Regions from separate parts of the Anas platyrhynchos genome. Here region 2 is linked to region 1. A link is a contact called in public Hi-C data. All regions are on one chromosome and are shown on one strand. The core of a region is the stretch at or near the end of the contact, and the rest is flanking DNA. Distances in the headings are between cores, read along the strand shown.

What was found. Hi-C and Micro-C count contacts between places; a contact is called where the count stands out from the background.
Region 2: a contact with region 1 is called in a Hi-C map of liver, with 2.2 times the contacts expected there. The contact joins the promoter of DRD5 here to the enhancer-like site in region 1. A contact is called at or near these places in 3 of 8 Hi-C or Micro-C datasets (liver, skeletal muscle and subcutaneous adipose tissue).

What each region holds. Positions count from the first base shown.
Region 1 is chr4:66,134,596-66,138,517 of IASCAAS_PekinDuck_T2T, forward strand. No RefSeq gene overlaps it. Among named protein-coding and RNA genes, the nearest start is that of WDR1, 21 kb to the right of the region's middle. Within about 2 kb of position 2,001, at least 2 of the 8 cell types and tissues checked have an H3K27ac peak or open chromatin away from gene starts, as enhancers often do.
Region 2 is chr4:66,363,460-66,367,381 of IASCAAS_PekinDuck_T2T, forward strand. It overlaps DRD5 (dopamine receptor D5), which reads right to left and starts at 1,764. Exons shown (of 1, transcript XM_021272378.4): 1 at 1-1,764. The coding sequence starts at 1,399.

The sequences.
Region 1 (3,922 bases), core at 751-3,250:
GAAACAAACAAACAACAACAACAAAAATAGCAAGGATTAAAAATAGCAAGTGAAGGTGGACCAGTTCAAAATTATCAAGTTTATTGGAATATCTATATGTCTCAGTAAAAAGAGATTCAGATAGAGGTTATAAATATTTTATACATTTAAAAGTGATTGCAGCTAGGAAGAGTAAATTTTGTCTTTTCTCATACTGTACAAATAATCTCTCTGCAGACACCCACAGATTAATGATAACATTCTCTGAAATCTGAGCCACATAGTCCTTCAGACATTGAGAACATTTTAAACAGAAGTTGTGTGTCCTTACAAGCTCATTGAACTTACTGTTTTGTTGTGTCACGTTTACTTGGAGAAGACTAGTCTATAACTGTCTGTTATTTTTTATGTTTGCTCATTGAACATTGACTTACATTTTGAAAAGTGAAAATTCCAAGCAGGAAATTTTATAAAGAGGCAGTGACCACTCTGACCATAAATAAATAAAAATCTATGCACAGTGTAGAACTACATGTCTTCGTTATTGCTGTTTACACATATAAGCTATTCACAGTTCACATTTTTTACTTGATCTTATGATCTATGTGTCACAGTGGTACTCTACTCTTGAGACTAAAATGTATTCTCCTCAAAAGGATAAACCAGCATCTGATTTCATTTAGAGAGAGAAATTCACTGCTGGAACATCTTTGTTGTCCAGGAACATTTATAAGTGGCTGAATAATTTCTTCCACATCCTCCTTTATTTAACCAGCCCAGATGACAGCAGTCCTAGAATCCTGATCACTGTAAAAAGCCCTTGAAGTCACTTCAGGGAACTGGAAATGCTGGTGCACTGAAAATTCAGGTCTCTTGCAAAAAGGACCAGATAATGTTTGAGCTGCTATCCAAGCAGGAGAATAATAACCCCAACTGTTTAACTGCTGACTTTACTCTTAAAATTAAGGTTTTCTTTTTAACTTCTTTTAGGTATAATCCTTAAAAAGCAAAACTCATACGAAATGATACTTCTTTATCAACAGATCAGGTCAATATCTCTTGACTGTCCAGCTCCATGACAGGAGGAGGAAGTGGTGGGATACTGGAAGCGGAAAACCTTGTGTCCACCAGGAGACATTACTTTGCTGGACATGCCAGGGATATAGTTGGAGAGACCCCAAAGAAAATACTAGGTTTCTGCTGAGCACACAGAATAAGAAAGAGAGAGAGAGACAGAGAGGGAAGGAAGGAAGGAAGGAAGGAAGGAAGGAAGGAAGGAAGGAAGGAAGGAAGGAAGGAAGGAAGGAAGGAAGGAAGGAAGGAAGGAAGGAAGGAAGGAAGGAAGGAAGGAAGGAAGGAAGGAAGGAAGGAAGGAAGGAAGGAAGGAAGGAAGGAAGGAAGGAAGGAAGGAAGGAAGGAAGGAAGGAAGGAAGGAAGGAAGGAAGGAAGGAAGGAAGGAAGGAAGGATTTTTAGTCATTATAAGGTAGATATGTCATAGAATCATAGCATGATTTGGGTTGGAAGGGACCTTAAAGATCACCCAGTTCCAACCTCCCTGCCTGGGCACATACACCTTCCACGAGATCAAGTTACCCAAAGCCCCATCCAACCTGGCCTTAAACACTTCCAGGGATGGGGCATCCACAAATTCTGTGGGCAACCTGTTCCAGTGCCTCAACACCCTCACAGAAAAAAAAATAATATATCCAAATATCTAATCTAAACCTATCCTCTTTTAGTTTAAAGCCATTACACCTTGCGCTATCGCTACACTCATTGACACAGTCCCTCCTCAGCTTTCCTGTAGGCTTCCTTTAGGTACTGGAAAGTGACTATAAGGTCTCTTTTCCAGGCTGAACAATCCCAGCTTCCTCAGCCTGTCTTTGTAGGAGAGGTGCTCCAGCCCCTTGATCATCTTCGTGGCCCTCCTCTGGACTTCTTCTAATGCATCCATGTCCATGGACATGATTTCACTTGGTTTTAGTTTGAAACCTCCTATTTGAGTTCTTAACACTAGATGTCGTTGCCACCACGTCTCCAGGAGGACAGCTGACTCCTGCTGCAGGGCTTTTAGTGCCTTTCTGGCAGAGGCCTGTACTTTGCAGTATTTACAAACATAAACCTTTTGCTCTTGATGCTGTAAAAACATTTGCCATTTTCTTCAGCCTGTTTTTAGTACTATCATTTCAGCCAAGGACTGATGCCTCAGCAGAGAGGATCAGGCAGGGAAGAAAACTTCCTCAGCTAGGAGGAAACATTAATTCCTTAGGAAAATCCCCAACACCCACAAGGAATGTCATATCCCTACACCCTGTCCCTGTGTAATGTTATATTTAACAATATACGTTAGTGGATATCCTCATCTGTGCACGTTGCTGACAGGAAGGCTGGAAGGGCCTCCCGTTGTTAGTTTCACATGCACTGTTTGTGGGGAACCACAGGGCACCATCCTCTTTACACTTGGCATGCCTTGCATTTTTCCATGAGAGTGATGAAGGGCCTTATTCAGCCATGTCAGAATTTCATTGGTGCCTGTCTTCTTCATGTACAGGGTGAAGGATTTTTCAGCCTTCAAAGAAAACTCCCTTGTTCTATCTCGTACTGACCCAGGGGAAAAAAAATAAAGAATAAAAGTAAATAATAAAAAACAATAAAAATTAAAAAGGTTTCTCTAAAAAACACTAGTGAAAGATAAGTAGGAATCAGTCTTCTGCAGTTGGAAGATGGAGCATCATGATGAGGAGAGGTAAAAATGACGTATTGAATCAGTGGAGCATACAGTTAGCCCAGCATCTGATCACTCATCACTAACGAAGTTTTGCTAAAAAGGTGGAAAAAATTGTGATGTTTATGGTTAGGGAATTCCTCATCTCTAGGAAATATTTCCCTCAATACAGTGAATTTATTTCTTTAGAAACTCTGATCTTATGAACAATAAAACTTTCTCATGGTCATAGAATCATGGAATATCTGGTGTTGGAAGGAACCTGGAAGGATAGAATTGTAAAATGATTTGGGTTGGAAGGGTCATCCAGTTTCAACCCCTTACTCCACACAGAGCCACCCCAAAATCAGACAATGCGTCTGAGTGTGTTGTCCAAATGCTTCTTGAATGCTTCTTGTGGCAGGCTCAGTGCCTTGATCACTGACCTAGGAAGCCTGTCCCAGTGCCCGACCACCCTCTGGGTGCAGAACCTTTCCCTAACCCCCAGCCTGACCCTCCCCTGTCCCAGCTCTATGCTGTTCCCTCGGGTCCTGTCGCTGTCCCCAGAGAGCAGAGCTCGGCGCCTGCCCCTCTGCTCCCTTCATGCAGGATGCCATGAGGCCTCCCCTCAGCCTGCTCTGCTCAAAGGCTGAAATACCCCTAACCTGTAGTATTGAATAGTTCTTTAAAATAAGTAACTCCTTAATCTGACTAGTTAGATTTTCATAACCTGTAAAGCACTGAAGCTCAGAATTTCCTACTTAGTTCTCAACCACATTTTGCAGAACACATCAGTAGAAGGATTTTTTTTTTTTAAATGAAAGTCGTGCGTTTCTGAATCCATTTTATTGTGTCCACTTTTGGTCCACATACTACAAGAAAAGTAGATGAAGCAGCCCAGAGGAGGGACACCAAGATGGTCTGTGGCTGGAGCACCTCCCTAAGAAGAGGTGCTGGGGAAGCTGGGCTTGTTCAGCCTAGAGAAGAGATGGCTTCAGGGGAGACTAGTATCAAGTTTCCCATTCATAAGAGACAACTGAGAAGACAGAACAAGGCATTTTATTACAGTACACATTAGGAGAACAAAAGATGACAGTCACAGATTAATGCACGGGCAGTTCAGACTTGATCTAAAGAAAAAGAAATGTCTGTGAGGAAAATTAAATACTGGAACAGGCTGCCCAGAGTGACTGTAGAGGGAATCTCCATCCCTTTAGAGCTGACTGGATAAAACTGTG
Region 2 (3,922 bases), core at 514-3,013, 230 kb after region 1:
GCTCGCAGACAGAGTCGGTGGCAACCTCAGGGTCAGGGGAGATCTGGGACATCCTATCAAAAGGGTCCTCACGATTCTCCTCACAGTCAACCACATTTGGGATCATGTTAACATAAGCAGTCACTATCTCCTTGTGGAAAAGGGTGTCCTGGTTGTAAGAGATAAGCTCGTTGCTTATATTAACAGTCTCCACTGGAGTACTAGAGCAAAACTGGCTGCATCCCAGGAGGTTGGAGAAGACCTTCCTAAAGTCAGCATTGAAGGCATAGATGATGGGGTTGAGAGAGGAGTTGGCCCAACCAAACCAGACAAATATATTAAAGGTGGTCTCGCTGACGCAGGGAAGACCTGCGTGGGGGTCGCTTGGTGGGCTCTCGCAGAAGGGAACCATGCAGTTCAAAATGAAGAACGGCAACCAGCAGCAGACAAAGACACCCATGATAACAGAGAGAGTCTTCAACACTTTGGTTTCTTTCCTGATGGAGGACTTGAGGCTTGTGTGATGGTGGCAGTCAACGTGGTTGCTCCGGCAGCTCTGCGCGTGCTCGGCTGCCCTCTCCAGGGAAGAGATCCGACGGATCTGCACCTGGGCAATGCGGTAGATCCGGGTGTAGGTAACTATCATGATAGCCACCGGGATGTAAAAACTGATCAAGGAGGAGGAAATAGCATAAGTCCTGTTGAGGCTGGAGTCACAGCTCTCTGATGGTCCAGAGAGGGTATCGTTGCTGCCGGAGGTCCCATCGGAGGGTGTCATTGCTGCTAATGCCACCCACGTGGTGCTCAAGTCTTCCGCCCAGGTGGTGACAGCACCCGCTGCTGCCCAGCCAGCGCCAAACCCATCTCTGAAATCCCCGACAGCCACAGCAGCAGCATCCCCACCTTTGTGCCAGTTGAGCTGAACGGGGATGAAGGAGATGAGCACGGACAGAGCCCACGCCACACCGATCATCAGCAGAGCCAGCCGCTGGGTCATCTTCCTCTCATAGCGGAACGGGCTCGAGATCGCCCAGTACCTGTCCACGCTAATCACGCACAGGTTGAGGATGGAGGCCGTGGAGCACATAATATCGAAGGCCACCCAGACATTGCAGAAAGCCCCGAAGGGCCAATACCCGGCCACCTCCGCCACCGCCTTCCAGGGCATGACGAGCAGAGCCACGAGCAGGTCCGACACGGCCAGGGACACGATGAAGATGTTGGTGACCTTGCTCCTCAGGTGCCTGTAGCGGACGATGGCCGCGCACACCAACACGTTCCCAAACAGCGTCCAGAGGATGAGCAGAGCGAGCAAACTGCCCGCCGCCACCTGCGCCGCCCCGGGGGCTCCCGACGACAGCCGGACCCCTCCGGGGGACCCCGCCGCGGGCTGCAGCGGGCTCCGGCCGCCCCGCAGCATGGCTGGCGGCTCCCGGTTCCCGGCGGCGGGGCGGCGGAGACCGGGGAGCACCGAGCAGCCAGCGCCGCCCCAGCCCCATAGGGCCGCTGCCCCCCGCCCCGCCGCCCCCCGGCTGCCCTCCGCGGGCTCAGCGCCTCCCCATGCCCGGTCTTCGCGGCTCCGTTTGCTCTTCTCCTTCTCGGGAGCCCCCTGCCCGGCTGTCTCCTGCCCGGTTTCCCCCTGCCCGGTTCCCTTCTCCTCGCTCCCCGCCGGGTGGCTCCGCGCTCCGCCGCCCGAGGTGGCGCCCGCCCGGGCCGCCGGCTGCGATCCCCGAGCTCCGCCGAGCTGCGCCCCCCCCCTCCTGCTCCCCGCCGCCCCCTCCCCGGGCCGGGCCGCCCGCCCCCGCCGCCCTCTGAGCATGCTCGATGCCGGGGACGCCCCGTCCCGGCCGGAGGGGAGCGGGGAGAACGGGATGGAGGGGACTGGGGGGATGCCCCGCACCGCTCCATCACCCCCCCTACACACATACATACCCGCATCCTTGCCCAAAAGAGGCGTCCTGGCCATCACTGCGCCGAGAGCAGCCCCGCCGGGGACTCTTTGGACGGAAAGTCCCCCTCGTCCCATAGAGGGGAGCGGGGCAGTGCCCCCCTCGACCCCGGGGCTGATGGAAGCTGGGGGGCAGCGGGACGGCCGCGTTTGCCCTCTGCAAGGATCGGAGATGGAGCCCAGCTCGGTCACTGCCCCGAGAGGTTCTGGCCGGGATCTATCGCAGGCAGGAAAGCCGGCAAACGACATCGGATTCTCCCTCGTCTCAGCCCTTCCATGGGATCAACCGTGTGTAAAAGCCAGAAAACGGAGCTAGGACCCCTGGCAGCCCAGGTGTGAGCGCTGTGCGGTGGGACTCACCATGCACTAATTTACACCTACGTTTCAGACGACATACTTCAGCGATTTTCGATTAAAATACTACAGACTTAGTTTCTCCCAAACCTATTTTATTTTTAAAATATCTTTCACAGAGATCAAATCTGTTCTTGATTCAACATGCTCTTTTGGCACTAAAAGGGCTGAGAAAGCCACTCTCAGGAGCTATCCAGCTCCAGGCAGGTGGGCAAGAGTCGCTGAGCCTTGCCGGATCCAAAGTGACATGAGGGAGGATACAGTGTTAGTGTTACTAAATACGGAGTCAACAGAATCAACTCTGCAACCTTTTAGGCAATTTTCTAAAATTGTCACAGGAAAAAATGGAGCTGAGCTTCAGCTCTCGCTTAAGAAATTGGCACTACTTTTCCACATTTAAGCAGAGTTATATTTAATATTGGAGGGAGACTATAGCTTTTGTCACCACTGAATTCTAAACAGCATGACTAAAGCAGGGATGCTGAGGCAATGTGTTGCTCACACAAACTCTGCTTTCCTAAGCAGTGCCTCCTACAATTTATGTAAGCGAAGGACCAAATTCCACAGGCACTTGTGCACGTACACACAGAAGCCGCTGGTCCAGAAATGTGGATATTTTATTAAAAAAAAAAAATCTGATTTGCTTGTTTAGCATGTATGCATTGCTCCACCAATGCAGAGATGTGCATAGACATGTAAATGCACTGACACAGTTTATGTAATACATATCTGCATGCATTTACATGCATACAGTCAGTATGTGATATATGTTTAAATAAACATATAGGTAGCTATCATTATGTAATACCACTAATACCAGTACCCTAATAATAACATAAGGTGCCCAGAGCTCAGCAGCAGCAGGCACACACACCGGCGGCTTGGTACAAATCAGCGTTGGCGTTGGAGGCAGCTGGGAGCAGGCACACGTCTCCTTCGTCCAGCTCTGCTGCCTGTGCTGGGGTCAGGCAGCGGGGAGGTGTGAGCAGCTGGGAAAGGTGCCTTAACCCATCGAAGCAAAAATTGCCTGAGTGCATTTGTCAGGCATCTGAAGAACGAAATTTGATTCTGCTTTCCGCAGTACTGCCTTCAAGAGACTGACCTGAAGTAGGGAGGAGTTTTCAAAGTATCTCTTAGCAGCCAAGTATGGCATTTGGATGTGTCTGGCTCCTGTGTAACTGAGAATTCAGAGCATATAATGCTCTCTCACATATTTTATCTCTAGCAAATGTTCTTGCGTTTCAGCTGCTGTGAACTGAAGTTCACAGAGGTACCTATGGAAAGAGACCTAGCGCTGAGCTGAGGCAAGTATCATCAGCCAGAGATGTGTCTGGATCTGTAGGTGCACTGGAGATACGGTTTTCAATGTTGATGCAGCATTTTGTGCACACTCAGAACTTATTTCAAGTCACAGGAATGCGCAGACATTCAAGAATATCTTCAGTGGTAGTAGAAAAACATACAGGTTTGTGGTGAGGCTTACAGCCCCATGCTAGTGGACTCAGGGGGTTTGGCAGGGGGGCAGGAGAGAGAAATGAGTCCAGTGGCTTTCCTGCAGCACTAGAGGCAGATCGTTCAAAGCAGCACCAGGCCACAGCAGCAGTTGTATAATGGGGATGTTTATGGTATGTTACAGTATTC